Linked DNA regions of Mus musculus: region 2 is linked to region 1. Evidence: chromatin contacts called from public HiChIP or PLAC-seq data. All regions are on one chromosome and are shown on one strand. The core of a region is the stretch at or near the end of the contact, and the rest is flanking DNA. Distances in the headings are between cores, read along the strand shown. Region 1 has its middle 20 kb from the start of Nek2. Region 2 overlaps Rcor3 (REST corepressor 3).

Evidence for each region. HiChIP or PLAC-seq counts read pairs in DNA pulled down with a chosen protein or histone mark.
Region 2: a contact with region 1 is called in a FOXA1 HiChIP or PLAC-seq map of pancreatic cancer cells. The contact joins two enhancer-like sites. A contact is called at or near these places in 1 of 15 datasets of contacts at CTCF or cohesin (the NIH/3T3 cell line), 1 of 115 datasets of contacts at active chromatin or transcription factors (pancreatic cancer cells) and 2 of 9 other capture datasets (adipose tissue and pancreatic islet).

The regions. Positions count from the first base shown.
Region 1 is chr1:191,798,641-191,804,957 of GRCm38.p6, reverse strand. No RefSeq gene overlaps it. Among named protein-coding and RNA genes, the nearest start is that of Nek2, 20 kb to the left of the region's middle. Within about 2 kb of position 2,702, at least 105 of the 459 cell types and tissues checked have an H3K27ac peak or open chromatin away from gene starts, as enhancers often do. A contact at or near this core is called in pancreatic cancer cells, where this site is marked.
Region 2 is chr1:192,112,170-192,118,049 of GRCm38.p6, reverse strand. Rcor3 (REST corepressor 3) reads left to right here. Exons shown (of 12, transcript NM_001346740.1): 9 at 1,704-1,781. Among named protein-coding and RNA genes, the nearest start is that of Gm10516, 22 kb to the left of the region's middle. Within about 2 kb of position 1,624, at least 12 of the 459 cell types and tissues checked have an H3K27ac peak or open chromatin away from gene starts, as enhancers often do. A contact at or near this core is called in pancreatic cancer cells, where this site is marked.

The DNA of each region.
Region 1 (6,317 bases), core at 1,453-3,952:
TGCCCCAATGGGGCCAGCTTGGCTCAAGTTAGGTCTAGAGTGACCATACGTGCTGTTAAGTGTGTTGTCCTGGAAGCTGTTTATGGAGTGTGACTGTGGGTGCTGATGTCTGTCCCCTCTGGAGGGCTCCCTGGCTGCAGGGGCTTGATTTCTCGGATTAAGACCGAGAAATGAACACAGCAGAGGAATGTGAGAGACCCAGGCTATCTGCTGGAGGTCTGGAGCCCCCTGTGCTGTAAGGTAGAATCCTCAGGGCCTGAGCCCTGGAGCAGCAGCCATGTGAGGGAGCTGTACTGGCTGGTTTGTGTGTCAACTTGACACAAGCTGGAGTTGTCACAGAGAAAGGATCCTCCTTTGAGGAAATGACTCCATGAGATCCAGCTGTGGGGCATTTTCTCAATTAGTGATCAAGGAGAAAGAGGGCCCATTGTGGCTAGTAGTCTTGGGTTCCATAAGAAAGCAAGCTGAGCATGCCAGGGGAGGCAAGCCAGTAAGGAACATCCCTCCATGGCCTCTGAATCAGCTCCTGTTTCCTGACCTGCTTGAGTTCCAGTCCTGACTTCCTTTGGTGATGAACAGCAATGTGGAAGTGTAAGCTGAATAAACCCTTTCCTCCCTAACTGGCTTCTTGGTCATGATGTTTGTGCAGGAATAGAAACCCTGACTAAGACAGGAGCTTTTAAGAATTTCAGGCTCTGACTATATCCAGACCTACCGACCTCTTCCGCCTGGCCAGTTGCTATACACCTTCTTGGGCATGGGGATGACCCTGCAGACTGGTGACACTATCAGACAAAAGCACAGCTCGGGGAATGTTTGAGAATTAGCCTCTGGCTTACTGACACTTGGTTTTCTTTACTAAAGGGTTAAAGATAGTCCCCATCTCAGGACTGACTTTTAAAACTGTGGAGATGACATTTGGTAATGCATGTCCGGTGCTGGGGCCCTGGAGCGAGAACCGCAAACATTGGCCAATTACAGTTTTATTATTTATTGTAACAGCGACCCTCCCCGTCTACAGCATCGGACACTTCCGAGATCAAATCTTTTGGGTAAATGGTGAGGTTATGATGCTACCTGGCTCTTGGCCTTCTGGGTGTGAGGGTTAATGGGACAAAGGTTGTCAGGAATCTGGATCTCAACTTGGTCTAGGAGCGGCAGCCTGTAAGTCAAGTTGCACAGGCAATCGGTCCCCAGACACCAGGCAGTATATCATTGTCCTGGGTGATCTGAACAAGGAAGGGCGTGAATAGGTAAGGCTAGAGATGAGGTACTCTGAGGGTGACATGATAAGGAGGTGTCTGTGGAAGAGAGGACCCATGTTTTTCCAAAGCAGAGTTTGCCTCACACCCACCAAGACCTTCCTGTGCTGGAAATAGTGTGACTTGTAACCCGAGTGCTTCCTGTTACCTCACGGAATGTGATGTGACCTGAATGAAGCTTCTGCCACTGCTGTGGACAACTGCCCAAGCGGGTCAGACAGGCCAAAGGAGATTTGCAAACCCAATGAGCTCATTTCTAGAACTTTCGTGTTCTGACCAACTCCCCTGCCAGTAACTTTTAAGGGATGATAATGCAGGGACCTTCCCCTGTCATTCAGACTTCTAGGAGGTGGCTGTACGTCATTCTGCAGCCTCCAGTCTTCTACAGCAGGCCCAGGCACAACCTTCACAGAAAGCAGTTTCCTCACCTCCTTCCAAGAATTCCCCGGGGCAAAGATGGCTGAGTCACTGGCCAGGTCAGACTCAAGCTCTTCCAAAGGGAAGAAAACAAGCCAGGGTGGGGACCTTGCATTCTAGGATGAGACCCTGGGAGGAAGGGACCTAGAGGTTTTCCCTAAGTCCTGAGATTATGTGCATCCCCAGTGCACTTGCCTGGCTGGGTTTAGACAGGCTCCCTGTGCAGTGGGCTCCAGGCTGCCAGCATATGGGAGTGCTCATCTGAGATTCCCACTAGGGCTTCCTACGTGACTGAGAAAGCATTCCAGTGAGCTATGTGCCAAGCAGAGGGGAGGGAAAGCTTTCGTTCTTTCGGGAACACACTCATTTAGCTACAAATGCTCCCTGGTTCTCCTGACTCCGTTGTCTGGATTCTTGAAAGCCACCTAAGGTTCTAAGAAGAAGGGAGACTTCTTGATTAATAGTCTGGACTATATCTTGAAGAGATGTGGTGTGAACTGTGATTTGAAGAGGAAATCCACCCCCACCCCCACCCCCAGTTATAGCTCTGACTCATGGGAAGTTGAGGGTGTCAGTGATGTGTCAGCCTCTCCGTGCACTCAGATCTAGAAATACCTGCTACACCTGTTTGGAAGAGGGTCAGATGTCGCTTGGGAACAGGTGTCCCTCCCTGCCCACTTTGCTCCTGAGAGAGCCTCACAGACAGAATTGACCCTGTTGCTCCACCTTATCCAAGCTTCTGACTCCTTGAGCACATCCTAGTCTCTTAGCCCCAGGCTTCTGGACTCCAGCCTCCCCTCCCCCACTGCAGCTTCCTCTACCTTTCTTCCTTCCCACAAGCATCCCCAGCACGAATCCCTCTCTCCTACATAAAGCCTGTCAAACAGCCGCCATGCTGACCCCCTGTGGGATGTCGTGAAGGACTAGTGGTCTCTACAGCTACTTAACTTCTTAGCAGAGCCATTGAACAGTCCCTGGTTAACCTCGGGACCGATTCCAGGATTGCCACACCAAGCCCTGAATTGCTCCCATAAAATAAATTAGCATTGTATTTGCATATTACCTACCTACTTCCTCCTGCATATATTAGCGTTCTCTAGGCAACTTACAATGCCTGTGCAGTGTAAGCCTACATTACCATTCCGAGGGCAATCCTAAGAAAGAGTTCAGGAGTAACCATAGCACATATTGAAAGATCCTGACAGAATGTAAAAGGACACAGAAGCCCTGAAATTGGCAAGATAGATGTCAGTGTTAGCAGAACTAGCTTCACAGATTTAGAAAAATAGAGGTGCACAATGCTCTGGCCACTCCTTGAACCTGTGTGTCTGCCAATGTTTTGACCGTTCCTTGACCCATGTGTGTGCCCACGGATGAAGCCCATTGCCAGGTGTTTGTGATATTGGTTGCTGGGAAAGAGTCAGAAAATCTCCCCGGCCAATCCTGAGTTGCTACACCTGCATCAGACTCTTTCCTTGTACCCCTCCCATACCCATTTCTTGAGAATAGACATTGTTTAGATCTGGAAATCCCCTACTCTCCCCCTCTCCTTCCCCCCCCCCCGAGGGCCTAAAAAACTGGGACCTCTTTCCCCTCGAGGTCGACTCCTCTACCCCTGCGTGGGATATGAGTCGTCCCCCAGAGCTCTGGCTCCCCCCCCCCCAATAAAGCCTCATGTGGTTTGCAACAAGCTCGGTCTCTCGTGAGTTCTTGGGTGTCCGCTATTGTCCTGAGGCCTGAGTGAGGGGCTCCTTTCGGAGTCTGTCAATAGCAATGCATAACACGTAAAAGAGAGTTTCTGTCCAGGGTTGGCTGAACCTTTGGGTTGGGAGGGCCCATTACACCAGAGCAGTGTTCCCACCGCCTGGGCTTCAGTCTGCTCTCACTTATTCTAGGTGTTTGAGGATTTAAAATAAATAAATAAATAAATAAATAAATATTTTAAAATCTCTTTTATGTTTGGTTGGTTCTAGGCGATCTCATAGAAAGTTTTTTTTTTGTTTTTTTGTTTTGTTTTGTTTTGTTTTGTTTTGTTTGGAAAGGGTTACAACTATGTAGCCCAGGCTGGCCTTGAATTCACAATCCTCTTGCCTTCTAAGAGTTAGGATTACAGGTATGTTGCATTTTTGAGGTACAAAGACCATCCACTATGCTGTATGAGTCCCTGTTTCCTGTCTATAGATGTCTTGCCAAAAGGAAATCCTCAGAAATGTTGATATATACTCCAAAAGGCAAAAACCTCAAGGAATTACGTAAAACAAGCCAGTCACAAAAGGGTAAATGAGGGATTTGGCTAAATTGTTAGAGCATTTGTCAAATACACACAGAGACTGGGTTCGGTCCCCAGCACTCCTTACAACAAATGTGGTGGAACTAGCCTCTGATACTAACACTCAAGAGGTATAGGAGCAGGAGTTCCAGGTTCAACAAGCCAGGGTGGGGACCGTGCATTCTAGGATGAGACCCTGGGAGGAAGGGACCTAGAGGTTTTCCCTAAGTCCTAGCTATATAGCAAGTTCAAGGCCAGCTTGGGATATACAAAAAAACCCTGGCTAAGAAAGAAAGCAACGACAGATAAATATAACACTTGGATCATAGGAGGTATGTAGACTTCCCACATTCATGGAAATGTGCCAGAGTGGTGACCTGTAGAGCAGAGAGGTGAGGGATGGAGTCACTGTTGTAGAGTCTCCATATTGGAAGACAAAATAGAATTGCATATGGGATCTACCATAGAGTGTATACCCTCAGCACTGTCCACGATATACTAAGATGTGTTAGGTTAACAAATTGTCTATTATGCTTATTTTTCCAGAAGCAAACATTGTTTTAAGGACTGAGTGTAGCTTCATGGTGGAGCACTTGCCTAGTGTGTGTGAGATGTGAGACCAGAAATCCCACTCTTAAATGAGAAATCATTAAAATCTCCCCACAGGAATACCGTAAAGGTTTGCTGTGTCAGATGATACATGAAAACACAGCATTAATGTGTTGAGATCAGAAAGGGGTGTGACTTGATGGGCTACTGGGACTTGGTTTTATGTGAGTCTCTCAGGTGGTGCTGGTTTTGAAAGCATGAGGGGGTCATGGAGAGCAGCTGAGGCTCGGTACCGTGAGAAGACAGGAGAGGCTATTGGTGAATATGGAGTCTCAGTGGAAGCAGAAGACCCAGGATTAAAAAGGTCACGGAGAGAATTTGAGTCTTTGGCACCATGTGGGAGTGTTAGAGTCCCTGAAAAAAGCCCATGGTTGTTAAAGATGCAACGCAATCAGAACAGACCCCAGCATTTTGGAAATACCATGGGACAGTTGCTAAGGACAGCAGTAGCTGTGGAGTAACTGAGCCTAGGACTCTGCTGTGTGTGCTGTGGCAAGCTTTTGGGAGCCTAGAAGATTGTGAGTCAGACATTTAGCTTCACACTGCTAGATTTTGGGTTTGCTTTGCTTTGAAAGTAACTGGGTCCTGATTTTTCTCTTCTGCTGTAGGAAATATGTAACTTATTATATTTTTTAATTTTATTTTAAAGAGCCTACAATTAAGAGATTTGAAATTTTAGAGAGACTTTAGATGTTTTAAAGATACTGTACTTTTTTTTTAATTTGAGGGGTATTTATTTATTATTTGTGAATCACACATCCATTATTCGATTGTGTTCAGCTCCCACTCTTCCCATGTCTACCCCCTCCCCCATAGCATCCTTCCCTCCAAAAAGGAAAAAGAAAGTCCATTCTTGTGGGGAGTGGGTGTGGCGGCAGTCCCAAAGGCGCCAGGGACTGCAGCTAAGTCATATGACTTGCACCTGACTTCCTCATATAAGACACAAACATCTTGAGTGCTGCGCAGGTGTACCAGGATACAGGTGAATCCAATTTGGTGGAGATTTGCCCCTGCTGCCCTGATTAGCTGAAGCCTCGTGACTGGCGAGGGGGCGTGGCCTGCGGTGCCTGGATGAGAGAGAGTATAAAAGGAGTGAGAGGCCCAGGGTTCGGGGGAGATATAAACAAGAAGAATCAGGACTGAATAAACTGTTGTTAGAAGGACTGGTGGTCGCGTCGTTCTTGCTGGTCGAGAGCGGGCGCGACACATTCTATGCTGTCTATATACTCACTGGAGCCTGGTCAAATTCCTAGTGGCCAGTCCCCTCAAGGAAGCTGAGTCTCTCTCTGCCTGCACTCATGCTGTCAGAAGCCGTCAGCTGAGGAGGGATGGGGCCAGCTCTACCACACAGACATTAACATGGCTTCAGGTGGCAGTCCAGACCACAGACATCCATGTTGATTTTGGTGGTTGTAACATGGGCCGCAGACATTAACATGGTCCCTGGCTGGAGGTTTTAAAGACTATGGGACTTGAAAGAGTTAGAATGTTTTATATGGTGATATCAATATTAATATGTGATGTTGGGGACGAATAAGAAGGAATGGTTATTCAAGTGGAAACGTAAGGGTTCTTTGGAAAGTCAGTTGCGTCAGATGGCGTTTTACTGGGGCAGACACATGAAGGAGTGTTTTCCTGAAGCTGACACAGGTGAGAGGATGTTCTGCTAAAGCAAGCATGTGAAAGGATATGTGATGAAGGATTCTTTGCTAACAATACACATGTATTGGTCTGCCTTACAGTGCTTAGTTGAATTTGAT
Region 2 (5,880 bases), core at 375-2,874, 310 kb before region 1:
GCTTTGAACTGGAGCCTTTCCCTGAAGCTACCTACATCCACTCAACAACACCCAACAGCAATGCCCAGCATCAGCACCTTTATTTGTTCTCTTGCATGCTCTTCCTTTCCTTCTCCTATGTGAGTTTTCCTGACATGGCCAACTGATTGACTCTAAACTATCCTTTGGTTTATTCTAGATTCTATGGTTGAAAAAACATGATGAATAACCTAATAATATTTGGCTGTCCATACTGGAGGGAAAAAAAAAAAAAAGCCAGGTGTGGTGGCACACGCCTTTAATCCCAGCACTTGGGAGGCAGAGGCAGGCGGATTTCTGAGTTCGAGGCCAGCCTGGTCTACAGAGTGAGTTCCAGGACAGCCAGGGCTACACAGAGAAACCCTGTCTCGAAAAACATACAAAACAAAAAAACAAACAAACAAAAACCAACCAAAAGGAAGGGGTTAGCAAGAAGACAGTTCTCATGTATACTCTACAAGGACACTAAGTTGCTCATAGACTCATAGTGTGAAGCTTGGCTTATGTTTAGATTGCACTTAGCACACGTATAACCTGGAAAGATTACTTAACCTCTGTGAGCCTTGTATTTTTATGTATTTCTATGGATGGTTCCAGTGGAAGCAGAGTCAGGCCTACTTCAGCTCCTGTTTGAAAACATGCATATTCCACTGCCTTTGATAGATAAATTGGGAAACAATTTGAGTGGAGTGTGATTTTTGTGTTGGGCAAATGTATGTTTTTTGTCAGTGAAGAACTATATCTAGTTGGCGAGTACATTCATACACCTCTATTGTGTAGCAGCCATATCAATTCACTGTGTGTTGGAAACCGCACACATCTGATGTAAACCTTGGGTAGAATTTCAAATAACCCTCCTTCTACCATGCACAGGAGCTCAGAAGGTGCAGCCAGGCTGACACCTGGCTTCACACTAGCCTGAATATTTTTATAAGGTCAAGTGCCATCTTGATTGTAGCATTTCTGCATTTCTTTAGCGTATATAAAATTCTGCTCCCATCTTTGTTAGATCCCTATCTTTTCATGTTTGCCATTGAAGATGTTGACTGTTCTACCCAAAAGGTACCTTTTCCCCATAAGATGTAGGTTTTTGTTAATTAAAGATCTTACATAATGAAATAACTTTTAAGAGTGTGTATGTTGTGTTATACAGAACTAGTTATATTTACCACACAAATGGTTGTAAGAATTGAGTGACTTGTTTTTAACGTAAAAGAATGATGTTTTATATCTAGCAAATAATAGTCGTGATCACCATTATTATTATAGGAACGTTTGCCATTTGGTCAGAACATTATGGTGATGAGAACTGGCAATAGAGTTTAATCTTTGTTTATTGCCAGCTGCCTTTGGTTATAAAAGACACTGTTAAATGATGTTTAAAGTCTGATTTAGGATGAGGTGTAGCCTGGTGGTAAAGTGCTTGCCTTCCAGGAGTGAAGCTCAGCTCAGAGCTCAGAACCACCACCACCCCACAAAAGAGTCTTACTCAGAGTCCTGTCAATCTGCCAAAGTATGTGCTAATCGATTGACAGAATGGCACGTCTTACGTGGGACAATTGTGTCTGTCCTCCTGAACTGAAACCTGTGATGGTGTTGATGCATGCCCTGTTGACTTACGTAGTACTTACTCACAAGGCTTTACTGAGTGCATGATCTGACTCACGTTTTGTCATTTTGTGAAGGTTCAGAATGCTAAGCAAGTAAACAGTGCACTTAAGCAGAAAATGGAAGGTGGAATTGAAGAGTTCAAACCGCCTGAGGTATGATCTGAGATGCATGTGATCGAGTGCCTGTGCTTTGGGGTTGCCCAGTCTCGGGGTCTACGCTGGTCCCTTTGGAACATTTCACAATGTGGACAATTGATCATCCCTAGTTTTTTCACCTACATAATTATCTTTTGACTCTTGACTGATGTTTCCATATTTAAATTAATTCACCTCCCTTGCCCTCAGCAGTAAGAGAGGGCATAGGGCATAGTCCCTGGGAGGCTGCAACACATCTGGGCATAAGCAGTATTTGTTCAAAGCCCTTTTCTACTTGTGTGAATTGGTAACACTACAGAATAAATCACAAGGGGTTTTTCTTAAACAAAACTTTATTTTAAGACTCTTGCTTTTTAGCTCAAACTTCAATGAGGATTTTACTGTATTTATTTTCTTACATTCTACCTGAAAATGTAAAATCTCATATATAAAGATATATATTACCTATCTTATTACCAAATTCTTATTTGGGTTTTGTTTCTGTGTTCATGGTAAGTATAGGAAAACTTAAATGCCCCCAAAATCCAATCAAGTCTTTTTACAAAAGTTTCTGCAGTAAAATCTTTGATTTTTTTTTTCTAAAGACTCCCAAGTTACAATTCATATTCTGGATTTGCCTTTCTCTGAATATAGTGATCAAATAGTTGCATATGTTCCTGTGGGGCCTCTCTGTGCTTCCTGTATCTGACTTAACAGCTGCAGATGAGATAAGGGAGATGGCAAAGTAGCAGGGTAGTGCGCAGAAACAGTGCTCCCCACAGCAGGGCCACAGAAACAGTGCTCCCCACAGCAGGGCCACAGAAACAGTGCTCCCCACAGCATGGCCACAGAAACAGTGCTCCCCACAGCAGGGCCACAGAAACAGTGCTCCCCACAGCAGGGCCACAGAAACAGTGCTCTCCACAGCAGGGCCACAGAAACAGTGCTCCCCACAGCAAGGCCACAGAAATAGTGCTTCCCCACATCAAGGTTAGGTCATGGGAAGCAGTGAAAAATGCATAGATCCGTATCTCATTTCAAGCTCCATTTTATAAACTGAATACATTCTAGTGACATTGAGTTAAGGGAGTTGTAATAGCAAACATTTTATTTTCCTATATTATTGCAAAAGGAAGCTTTAAAATGTGAATTGGTCATTTAAATTTTGTATTTAATCATATGTTGAATATATATAAAGCAAAATTTTCAAATACTAACAACTTCATAATTTAAAAATTCTATGAGTGCAGTAGGTATTAAGAGCATGGCAGGTTACAGGCACAGGGACACCCCTTTAACATCAGCACTTGGGACGCAGAGGCCAGAGGGACAGCCAGGGCTACAAAGAGATCCTGTCTCAAAAAAGAACTTGGCGGGTGAGGTGGAAGGAGTGCTGTAATGGGATGGCTCGGTGAGTGAGGGCGCATGCTGTCAATCAGTGCTGGCCACCTCAGCTCGATCCCCACGACTCCTGTGATAGCTGTGGAAAATTGTCCTCTGACTTCTACACATGCACATGCACCATGGCATATGCATGCCCCCACCCTTCATAGGTAAATCGATAACTCTGTTATTAAAAACCAACTATGGGTCTACTAGGAAGAAAATCTATGCTAAAAGTTTGAATATTTAGAGGCTGAAGAAATAGCTCAGTAGTTAAGAGTATTGGCTGTTTTTTCCAGAAGACCTAGATTCAATTTTCCAGCACCCACATGGTGGCTAACCACCATCTATGACTCCAGTTCCAAAGGATCCGATGCCGTCTTCTGGCCTCCACAGGCATCAGGCATGATACACAGACATACATGCAGGCAAACACCTCCACACATAAAATTCATCAACAAAATCATGTTTGAAAATTTAAATGAAATAGAGAATTTCTAGGGCCTGGTCTATTAAAATTTCCAAGGGGGTAGGGAAAGACTGAATAATTTATAATCAGCATTTTTCTCTCACAAGAAAATAAGCCCAGACAAATTTACAGAAAGAGTACCAAATCTTCAAAGAAAAGTTAATTCTAACCTTAAAGTTTTCGTAATATCCCAGGATCGTTTGACTCATCAACATGCATCTGACAGTGCTGTAAACAGCTTGTCTTACTGTGCACCAGCTCTGATCTCTATAGACAGGCAACTGAAGCAGGCACTGCTACTACACAGGGGGAGAGCGGGGCTCAGGGAGGTCACTGACTTAGTCAAGATCACCAAGGAGTAAATAGTAGCATTTCCTGCTGCTCAGGATTTTATACCTGATTGGTCAGTATGCATCATGCTACCATAGACTTCAGAAAGCGTCATAGAATAGCACTGTTTGGTAGATTCTCACATTTTAAGCCAGCTACTAGGATAGGAATTAACAAACATTGATTATATCTTTTGATATAAGAGCAATGAGCAGAATGAAATCACTGGGTCTGGGTGATTTAATGATCTCATGTGATTTGAAGTACATAAAGAGCCAGAAAGTCCTCACAGTGTGTGTCTGTTTATCATACCTATTGCTTTCGGGACAGGGCAATATATTCTGAAATAGTGATTATGTCATAGGAAAGACAGTGAAGAAAGGATGATCCTTCACTTGTGTGTTAGACTTCACCTACTCCAAGATATTGATAACCTCTGGAGTACTAACGTCACTAAACACAGGGCTCATTATAACCAAGGAGCTTTGCTATCCATTTGACTTTAAGGAATATTTGATGAAGAAGGTAAATTCACCTCCACAACTATTTATCAATCACCTGTTCTGTGTAACCAGCATTCAGGCATCGTGGGAGTGTGGGGAGAGGGAGAGCACAGAAGGAGAAGGTGATTTTTTTTCCCTGCCTGCTTAAAAAATACTTGGATTCTAGATGCTATATGATAAATTCATGGGAGTATAGACTTAGAAACAAATGTTCTATGAAGGCAACTAGTCTCTACTCATTTTGGCTGGGTGGTCGGGAAAGAGTTTCTGTGAGGGCGAGGATAAATGGGATTGGTGCAGACATAAAGTTCACAGAGCAGAAAAGAGGGTAGCAGCCATAGAGAGAGGGACAGGACATTCAAATAAACCAGTGTGAAAAGGTACAGCCAAGCAGCAGGTGAGCGGACACTGAGCTCCAGTGGGAATATAAAGCACATCTGTTCTCAAGCATCCTGTATGCCTAGAAAGGCAATGTTAGACAAGAGAAAAACAAGCAGAGGGTGTAAGAAATAGAACCAAGGATGCTACAGAGACTGTTAGGCAGGGGCAAGGACGTAAGGATTTTTGTGAAACTGGGAAGAAGTCTGCTTTACATTAGATACAGGAAAGCCCTGCAACTTCCTCAGTATAGAGAGTAGGTGATGAAACAATGCCATGATAGGAAAACTGGCAAACATTCTCAATGCTAAAATGCTGGGCTTGTGAGCGGTGTACAGTAAGACGTGAATAGATTAGGTTAGCCATATGGACGTGAACAAAAGATAATCCATTTGAGAGTTAGAAATGCGTGTATCTCCTTGAAAATACGTATTGGGTGGAGGAGGTGTTTGGTTTATGACTGGGAGATAGATGGAGGTAGCAAAACCCTTGGAGCTGGGAAGGGAGAAGGGGGTCTCTGGAGAGGGGTGTCACTTGGACCGCATCCTGGGCTGGTGCTTGCAGCCTTTAAAATGGATACTCAGGTTTCCAGCCTTGAACAGAAAGTTTAACATGGTAACTTTTTCCAGCTCTCATGAAATTATATGTACTTACCACTGACAAAATGGAGAAGCAAGTGAAGACAAACTGATTTAGCAGGGAGGATACCCTGCAAGCCTCCAGTGTTGTCTGCTTGCTGAGACCTGCTATTTTGTACAGTTACTTTTAATTGACAAACTACAAAGTTTAGTTTCTGGTTGCAAGTCATATTCTAGTTGTCCTTTCTATATATTAAAGTTCCTGGGGTTTGTGAGAACTTAAAGTCAGTAAGTTAGAGGACTCCTATATATTTAAATACCTTGCTCTATTTCTCTTCAGTCTCCCCTCCTTCCCTGCCTCCATTTTGTCAGATATATTTAATCCTAACCAGTTTTAGCTCTCCTTCCTGCAATTTCTACCAGAGTACAGTTTAAAGGCTATTAACTTGTTGCTTGAAGACCAGACCCTACAAGTT